Linked DNA regions of Sus scrofa: all the other regions are linked to region 1. The links are chromatin contacts, called in public Hi-C maps. All regions are on one chromosome and are shown on one strand. Each heading gives the region's core, a stretch centred on a gene start, on an enhancer-like site or on the middle of the called end of the contact. The rest is flanking DNA. Distances are from core to core; before and after follow the strand shown. Region 1 has its middle 340 kb from the start of PLOD2. Region 2 has its middle 180 kb from the start of PLOD2. Region 3 overlaps LOC110256530 (a long non-coding RNA gene).

What was found. A called contact is a pair of places that touch in the nucleus more often than the background predicts.
Region 2: a Hi-C map of liver shows a contact between it and region 1, with 1.6 times the contacts expected there. The contact joins two enhancer-like sites. A contact is called at or near these places in 3 of 47 Hi-C or Micro-C datasets (all in liver).
Region 3: a contact with region 1 is called in a Hi-C map of liver, with 5 times the contacts expected there. The contact joins two enhancer-like sites. A contact is called at or near these places in 1 of 5 promoter capture datasets (liver) and 4 of 47 Hi-C or Micro-C datasets (liver and skeletal muscle).

Annotation. Positions count from the first base shown.
Region 1 is chr13:86,168,701-86,171,625 of Sscrofa11.1, reverse strand. No RefSeq gene overlaps it. Among named protein-coding and RNA genes, the nearest start is that of PLOD2, 340 kb to the left of the region's middle. Within about 2 kb of position 1,570, at least 1 of the 83 cell types and tissues checked has an H3K27ac peak or open chromatin away from gene starts, as enhancers often do. A contact at or near this core is called in liver, where this site is marked.
Region 2 is chr13:86,327,908-86,330,915 of Sscrofa11.1, reverse strand. No RefSeq gene overlaps it. Among named protein-coding and RNA genes, the nearest start is that of PLOD2, 180 kb to the left of the region's middle. Within about 2 kb of position 1,340, at least 4 of the 83 cell types and tissues checked have an H3K27ac peak or open chromatin away from gene starts, as enhancers often do. A contact at or near this core is called in liver, where this site is marked.
Region 3 is chr13:86,011,973-86,015,092 of Sscrofa11.1, reverse strand. LOC110256530 (a long non-coding RNA gene) reads left to right here. Exons shown (of 3, transcript XR_002338138.1): 3 at 48-2,024. Among named protein-coding and RNA genes, the nearest start is that of PLOD2, 500 kb to the left of the region's middle. Within about 2 kb of position 1,727, at least 4 of the 83 cell types and tissues checked have an H3K27ac peak or open chromatin away from gene starts, as enhancers often do. A contact at or near this core is called in liver, where this site is marked.

The sequences.
Region 1 (2,925 bases), core at 321-2,820:
TAGGGATGTAATGTATAACATAACTGTAGGGAACACTGCTGTGTGTTATATGTGAAGATTATTAAGAGAGTCAATCCTGGAATTCCCAGGTGGTGCAGCAGGTTAAGGATCTGGTGTTGTCACTGCTGTGGCATGGGTTCACTCCCTGGTCCAGGAACTTCCACATGCCACAGCTGTGGCAAAAAAAAAAAAACCCAAAAACAAAAAACAAAACAAAAAAAGGACGAGTAAATCCTAAGAAGAGATCTCATCACAAGGAAAAAAGAAAATTCTTTTTGTTCTATCTATATGAGATGACATATGCTAACAAAAATTATTGAAGTAATCATTTCACAATATATGTAAGTGAAACCGTTAAACTTATATATGGATATAAGTCGATTACATCTTAATAAAACAAAAACGATGTTTCTGCCTCATAACACACTTCATCCCCACAACACAACATGTTCCATCCTCAAACACAATTATCCTCAAACTTTTTACTAAATCATTTTATCACATGCTTAGTTTTCTTTGTATTTGTCTTTAATACATTTCAAAATATACACAAAATGGGAGAGGTCTTTCTCAGTAATTTCAGATCCACTGGATTTTTGATCAATTCTCGTTTAACTTGAAGACATCAATCTGAAGACCTCTGATGTTCTGTAATCTCAACCTGCTGTTCCCTATGTGCCTCTAACTTGCTGTGCACCTAGGACCCCTCTTTGTTTTGTGAGCTCCCTGTGCCATATTTCCATGCAATCTTCTGGTTCCTGGATCTCTTCTCTTTCTGTTTATTTTACTTTCTTGTTTAGTGATGCATAAACTAAAGTGGTTCTCTGAAAATATGTGCATAGGAGGTAAAAATACTTAAGATTGTACATTTTTGAACATGTCTATCTTCTAAATTTAGGGTTGATTAAAATACCTTCCCGTTTTGAATATATTGTGCCACTGTCAAATTTCCAATGTGGTTTAAATAAATCCAATGATTTTCAGATTTTAGATCTTTGGACATGATGTGTTGTCTTTCTCATCTCTGGAAGATTTTCGTACTGTTATCTTTGTCCTGAAATTGTATCATTATTCCTCAGTCTTCTGTCATGTGTGGTTTAGTCCGTGAAAAATATTTTATTAACTTTAGGAAATAAATTTAATTTTATATCACATAATTCATTAAGGGTTTGAAGGGGTGACACATTTCTCATGCAGTCAACTGCATAGAACTTTGGAGAAAATATGATAGATTTTACTTGGTAGTCAGTTTATAAGGAAGAGGAGGCAATACTCCCTAATATAAGGGGATGTCTGGTTGATGCAAGATACTGAGATGTGGTCCTTTCACTTTCCCCAGATGTTCTCCCCTCCTTCTCCATCTCTCTACCCACCAATACATCTTGTCCTATATGCTTGATGTCTCAACTTAATCTTACTGTTTTCTCCATGCCACTTCATTACCATCACATTTTAATTGGAAAGTTCACCTAGAGGCTACATCTCCCTGGAGATTGAAAATAAATCAGTGCAGGCAGTTTTCCTCTTGAAGTTTTGGCTGACCTAACATTTACAAGACAGTTGGGCCCTCTTTCTGGGTCAGATCAGTCCTTCCTGTTATTTGGGCAGTTTCTACTTTTCCCAGAGCCCTGTGCATTAATACAAACTCTCTGTTTACACTTTTATTTAAACTGAAAGAGATATGTATCTTTACCTCATGCATTGGGTTGTATATAAGCAGAAGAAATAGAATATCTGTATATTTTCACTAATAAGATTTTGTGCTTTAATGTCATACTTTGATTCTTAAAAATAATTTCACTGTTTATTTTTAGGCAGTTCAACTTCGAATAGTTCAAATAAATCAGTAAGTTAATCAGTTACTCACGTAGCTGATTCTGGATTATTGTGGAGCACTTTATTTCTGGGGAAATTTTTGATGATGAGATTTTTGAGGATTTTATAGACAGCAATGCGATCTATGTGTGACGAAAAGATGTAGAGAGACTGACACATAAGCCCCTACCCTTTAGTCCCTCTGGGAACATTTAATATCTGTGTGAGTTTTTGTTTATTATTTAGTCTCTCTGGTTCTTTGTAGATGCACTTATATGAAGAGATTATGCTGTCCTGAATTGAAGTGATACCATGAATTCTTTGTGATCCTCAAAATTCTGGTTTGATATTCTTCAAGTGATAAAAATTATATGAAACTTAGGAAGGTTAAAAACTAACAATGGTTTTAAATAAGGGGAGAAGTGATTGTAATATTAGATACTTACAGTTAGGCTCTTTATAATGTTGAGAAGTTGATGTCTCTGATTTGAAAACGTTTTTCTGGAAATCTGTTTAATTAGCTACTGATAAAATAGGGCTATAGTGCATTAAATACTGTAATAGAATTTAGTGGTCCTGATAACGGTGGGGTTTTTTCCCCACATTTGATCAAGGTGCTGAAATCTGAACCATATAACACTTAGAGATCTTCTTAAGCTCTGTTAGTCCCTAAATCTATTTAAAATAATACTAACAAAAGCCATATTTTTCATATTGAAAAGAACTGACTTTACTGAAGGCTTCAGCGCCTCAATGATTTACTGGCTAATCTCACTCTTACTCTATTTACACATTGCTTATTTACATTCAATCTACAGTGATTTAGGCATTAATATGTTCTCTCACAGAATAGTTATGCCTTGACTCTATTCTTAAAATGGAATAAACTGAGATGTATATACCGAACGCAAAATGCACTATGCATGGGGAAAGCACAAATCCCTAGAATTTCTTAAAAGTTAAAGGGATCTGGTATAGGGCAAGGATAGGAGTGGGTATTGCAAATCAATGTGACTTTTTTGGTGAAGTATTTATTTTGGGGATTTGCTTATAGAAATCCATAAAATGAGAAACAGTAATAATGCATTTCTATTTATAACCTTGAGGATC
Region 2 (3,008 bases), core at 91-2,590, 160 kb before region 1:
AAATCCTTTTCTTTCTTTTGCCACCATGGTTTTCTGAAGTGAGGTGAGGAGGAGATATTTTTAAGTATAATTTTATTATCTCTGTATGAGTCAAGGAAAAGTTATATTATGTTGAGAGCTTTAAATGTTATGAAAAGATAAACTTTATGAAACCTACCTCATAAAAATGGATAAAATTTGTGATATCTAAAATGAAATATGCATAAATCTTCAGCTTTCTCTTCTTGATGTTTTCTTGCATATAAACATGTAAGAAGTTAAAGCTTAGAATTCATGAGCAACATTCTGCTCTCCAGAATTCCACTTCTTCCTGATTTGTCACTTACAGCTCCACTACCTCTGAATTTCCAGGCCTTTTTGTTTTTTACCTTAACTAATTATAGTTTTGGCTGTTGGCCATATTCTTAATACTTACTCTAAAATCAGTTGTTGCATGCATTAAAATATGTCTCAATTGAGTAAAATAATGATTGTCCCTCTGATATCTTAGAATGGAAAATGGGAAATGTTCCCATTCCAAAGTATGTCTTACACAATTCCCATGGCCTTTTCCCTTCATTCTGATATAATAAATGACCAAAAGGCTATTTGGTCAACTTTTGGCTAAATGTTTACTAGGTTGAGCAATAGTAATGGGTTTCTGTAGAATTCTTCCTGAAATATGGGATTGAAAATTGGCAGGTGGTGGCCTTTCAAGCTCAAGCTTAAGCTCATTTTAGAGTTGGGTCTGTTTTCTTCAGCTTAAATATTTAAAGAGGCATGGGGTATATTTAGTTACCAAAGCAATGTGTTTGGGCATGAAGCACCGAACATGACCTATCATATTTTCCATCTGGAAATCATTCCTTTCTTTGTTTTACCTGGTTTGGCTGCTAAGGCAGAGAAATGAAGACTTCTATAATCAGAGGAAAATGGAAAGAATGTGGAGGCATTCAGGGAAAGTAAATGAGACCTTAATCAAAATTGAGAAGGAGGAAATAAGAAAAATGCAAAACTATTGGCCGGGGATATACTGAAAGTTAAAATAAACTCATGATAAGTTGCCCTGGCTTGACAAGAACACAAGTAAATTAAAAAATGTAATGGAATTAAAAAAATTAGATTATGTATTCAGTCTTTAAATTTAGTTTCAGGCAGCACCAGTCTCACCAGGGATGGTAGTATTTCCCAAGAGTACTTTGTTTGTACAGACAGCAGCTTTAGGAGCAAGGATCTGCAAAAGTCAATTACTAAGAGGAACTGGAATGAGAGAAAAGGGAGAGTATGTAATGGGTCCCAGGTGTCTGGCAGGGAGAAAGGTCATGATCGGGGATGGGGGAGGATGCTCAGAAAGTGGAGGGGGCTGGTGTGTTAACATGTACCTTCCCAGCTAAGTACTGAGCTCTGTTTTGGCAGGAGCCATTGTCTGCTTTATTCACAGAATATTGCTTGAAGCAATTTAAGCATTAAATAAACATTTATTGAAAGAATAAATGGTTATAAGCGCCTTTGGATAGTTGGATCCTAGGGTATGCAATGTTTAACTAAGGTGAAATGACAGTGATGAGTTTTGGGTATCGGTCTTCTTGTTAATATTTCTTGATACTGATTTTTTTTTTTTTCAGTTTTCATTTCAAACTTGTTGCTTTCTAGGTCCTTTAGAAGTCTTTCCTCAGGCAAAGGCACATGCCTTTCTCCACCTCTTCTGGTTTGAGAAAATGATGGGGAAGATGGATTTTTCTCTACATAATATAGAGGAAAGAGATGTCTGCATTCTAGCCTGGATCCATTTTGCAGGGAGTCAGTGCTGTCGTGGCTACAGCTGCACAGCTGCATGGAGCCATCATAGTCAATTTTGGAGGAAAAGTTGGTGGGGGTTGGAAGGAGGGTTTGGTCAATTGATTCTGAGACTCTTGGAGGCTATTAACACCTCTCTGGGAATTTCACACTCTCTGACATCTCAATGGCTTATATTTTTATCTTGTGCTATAGTGATTGCAAGGCAAATTTTACTAAGTTTAGGGACCAGGAAAGATTTCAAAATTTGGATGCTACAGAAAAATTTGTACTGTCCACTGTTTTTGTAAGCAAAGAAAGATAAAGCCCTTAATAAAATGAAGAAATTTCCTTTTCAAATTGTGAGAATATGAGCTGCATGCATTCCTCCCCTAAGGAAAGAAAAAGAGATGACTTCATTTATATCCTACCTTGTTCCAGAAAGGATTAAGACAGTTTTATAATGACTTAAAAAAGATCTTTTCTCCTATGTCCTTGGTTTTAGCTGTTGGAAGCCATTTTTGTCACTATTACCAATGTTCCTTTATTGCAGCCAGATGCCCTGTCTGCAGTGATGGGTAAACTAAAGGAGCTTCTAAAAATGGAAACCTGAAATTTCAATCTACTGAGGTGAGTGGAGGTAAAATTGCATTGGGGTCTAAACCATAGTGTTTTGAACATAAAGTTAACATTTCCCATTTTATGTCATTTGCCTAACAGTATTCAGGTCCTCAGAAAGTATCTGGTAATTTATATCTTAATTAAAAGAAGGGAAAGAAATGCCAAACAGATTAAACAAATTCTTTGAGTTATAGTGTGAAATGGGGACATACAAATGGAATAAAATATTCAAAAACATTACAAGTGGCTGTGACCATAAAAAGTATTTTGTCTGGCATATCTGCCCAAATCTATTTATTCTGATTTTCTTTTTTTTCTGTGTCCAATTAAAGAAACTGTCCATGGGATGTGTGGCATAGGTTGTCCAATGAAGAAAACACCAGATATTTGTTTTCACTATAAAGGTAAATTTCACATTTACATTCCAGTAATTATTGAAAAAAAATTGTCAAGGTAACTGGGATTCAATGGTGACGTTTAGCTTGGAAACTTTATACTTCTTTTCCCCACCGGTTTAATATCTAGATTAAAAGATCACCTACTTATTTTTCATCTCTTTCAAGCGTTCAATGTATTTATAAAACCCAAGTGATGGCACCATGGGAATTATAATAAATTATTCAAAATCTTAT
Region 3 (3,120 bases), core at 478-2,977, 160 kb after region 1:
TCATATTATTTTTGACCTGGATATTTCTTTTTGTTTCCTCTTTTCAGAGTTTATACATCATTGCCATGTTTTGGGGAAAGAAAGAGTTCTTGAAATGAGAAGATACTCGATCATCTTCACTTCCGGGCTAATCATTCTTCCACTAAACCTTCTTCAGTTGTGAGATACAACACTAGAGTGTTATATTCCTGGGACATTCTCCTTTCAAGAGAAAGGCATACATCTGCATTTTTTTGTGGTTGTTTTTAGGGCTGCACCCATAGCATACAGAAGTTCCCAGGCTAGGAGACGAATGGGAGCTGTAAACACTGGCCTACACCACGGCCACAGCAATGAAGGATCCGAGCTGCATCTGTGACCTACACAACAGCTCACAGCAATGCCAGATCCTCAACCCACAGAGTGAGGCCAGGAGTTGAACCCTCATCCTCATGGATCCTAGTTGGTTTCATTAACCATTGAGTCATGAAGGGAACTCCCAACGTCTGCACTTTTAATGTGACTCAATGGTTAGGTTGGGTTTTTTCTTCTGTGTGTCTCCAGGGTTAGATGGAAGGGCTTCCCTCCTTCCTCTAACTTTGCTTTTGCTATGAGGCTCAGACATTTATTTTCTGACATCTTCTCTAGATTGTTTTTCTTTTGCGTTCACTCTGAGTAAGAAATATGAGTTCAGTCACTGCTAAGTGAGGAAAACATAGCTGCTGTTCAAAATTAATCTTGTCTTCATTTTACTTCCCTGGGTTGTACAATAGCACTCAGGAGGTGTTTCTAATGAGGCTAACGAGAAATCCAAGCAACTGTTCAATCTATCATGGCCCTGCCAAATATTTCGATATATCTTATACTCCATATTCAATGTATATCACTTTCCTTAAAATTCTGTTTTTAAAATTTATACTGTGTGCTCCCTGGGGACCCAGGCAATACCTGCAACTCTAACCACAGTAATGGTGTTGTGTGAAACATAACAAAAAGTGAAAGTAGTTGAATACTTTTCTTTGATATCCCTATTTTTGGCTACTTAAATATTTGTCCGTCTTTTACGAAACCACTTTGCAAATTTGTTTTCTGTTCAAGGGCTTGTTCCCCAATCACCCTCATTACAGACTCTGTGCATTAACAATATGACTGCAAACACCTTATTGGATCTGTGATCCCCCTGGACAAATCACTTCATCCTCTCTTTATTTTTCTTTAGGAAATGATTACTGTCCTAGCTCCAGTAATATTGAAAACATTCTTTTGAAATTTTCTCTTCAAAAGAAACTAGGCTCAGGCTGATTTCTTTGTCTCTTCCTATAGTTTTATAAGCTCGCTAACATCTCCTAAGGAGTTTGCTCTCTTCTTCCAGTTTAACAAGCTTGTTTTCTTTTATAATTCTTTTATACTGTTTCACACTTCTCCCATTTTGCACATAAAATGAAAGAAGCATGTCTTGAAAGCAAATTCAATTATTCTTTGATTTCTTAATGAAAATCTGCTTTGTGGAAAGGAGGTCTACCAGGCACATATGTTTCAAATTCTCTTATAGCTTTGGTTTGTAATAACTGCAAGACTTTTTCTTATTTCTTTACTGTATTCAAGAAGATGGCATGTTCTCTTCATAATTAGGACTCCTCTTCTTTTCTCATGTTTTCATTTTTTAAACTCTACCATTGTAAGTGGTAGTCACTTCTATGTCTCTGAAATCTAAACTCAAGGGTAAAGTTTAACTGATTAATACACTGAGAGCCAACTGAGCTCCATGTGATAGACAGCAAATATTTAGTCATGGACCAGCTACGTGAATCGCACACTTCAGCCCACAGAGTTTAATTTCCTTACTTGGCTGTGAATGGAATAAAAACAGAAAAAAAAAAAGTTAAATTTAGACAATGAACCTAATGCCTCTTATTAATCATAGCACCTTTTATTTAGAGGCATGGGCATTACTAACTCTTAGCACTTTCTATTTCAAGGCATAAATCCATGCAGAATTCAGGGTGTCTAGAGTCCTGGCCTTCTACCTGGCTGAAGAATGCAATAAAAACAGCAAAAATGATTCTCCTTACCAACATATAAAAAGCCTGAGGCCAAAAAAATAGAAATTAACTAGAGTTTGGGAAAGCTAAATATAGGAGTGTGTTAGCATCAGAGAAATGGCATGAGCTAAGTGGCTGAGTGTGAAGAAGCTTAATTTGTCCAACAACACGGTGTAACTGCACTGTGGGCTCCATGTGAGGGAGTCAGGGAGGGAAAGGATAGAAGACAGCAGAGAAAACATCCCAAGGGTTTATAAATCACATTAAAGAATCTGTTCTTTGCTCCAATACTAATGGATTGGCTACTGAATTATTTTAAACAAGGAAGGTACATAAACTGCTCATTTTAGAAAGATCACTCATGCTGCATCATGAGAATTCAATACATGAAAATTTCATGAAGGAAATATCAGAGTCACCCAAGCAGGAGATGCCTGTGGTCAGTTCTCTAGAACATACAGTCAAGATGGAAAATAAGTGAATGTATTGGGGAGATGTTAAGTAAATATCATCTGAGAAAGGATTGAGAAAGTGCTGGCCAATCACAGCACTCAATCACACCGTAATCTAATTCTTTCACATCCTGTGTCCCTCACTAAATTGAGTGCTATATGATAGTAAAGGAGCAGGGAGCAAAGAACAATTTTGCTTGACTAAAATTTTAAAACAGATGTGATGTAAGTAAAGTCAGTGAGAGACGTGAAAGGAAGGAGCTTGTGGTCAGAGTATCAATATTTCTGATTTCAGGGATGGAATTTTTTAAACAAACTTTTTTGTTTAGGGGGATAAATTCTAGATTATGATCCTGGTTGTGGTATATTGATATAGATTATAGTTGACAATTAGTGGAGTTAAGAAGTTAACTAATTTTGAAATTGTTTTGCTGGATAAGGCATACATATTGAAAGATAAATATATATGTGTTTATATATATGCACACACACATATATATCTACATACATACATATATGCATATGATATATACATACAGCTTGATATATACTATACATGTAGATATATAGATAGATGTGTGTGTGTCTTTTACAGCAGTGGCAAGAATTAGTATAAGGTGGACAATTTTAAGTTCATACAATTCCTT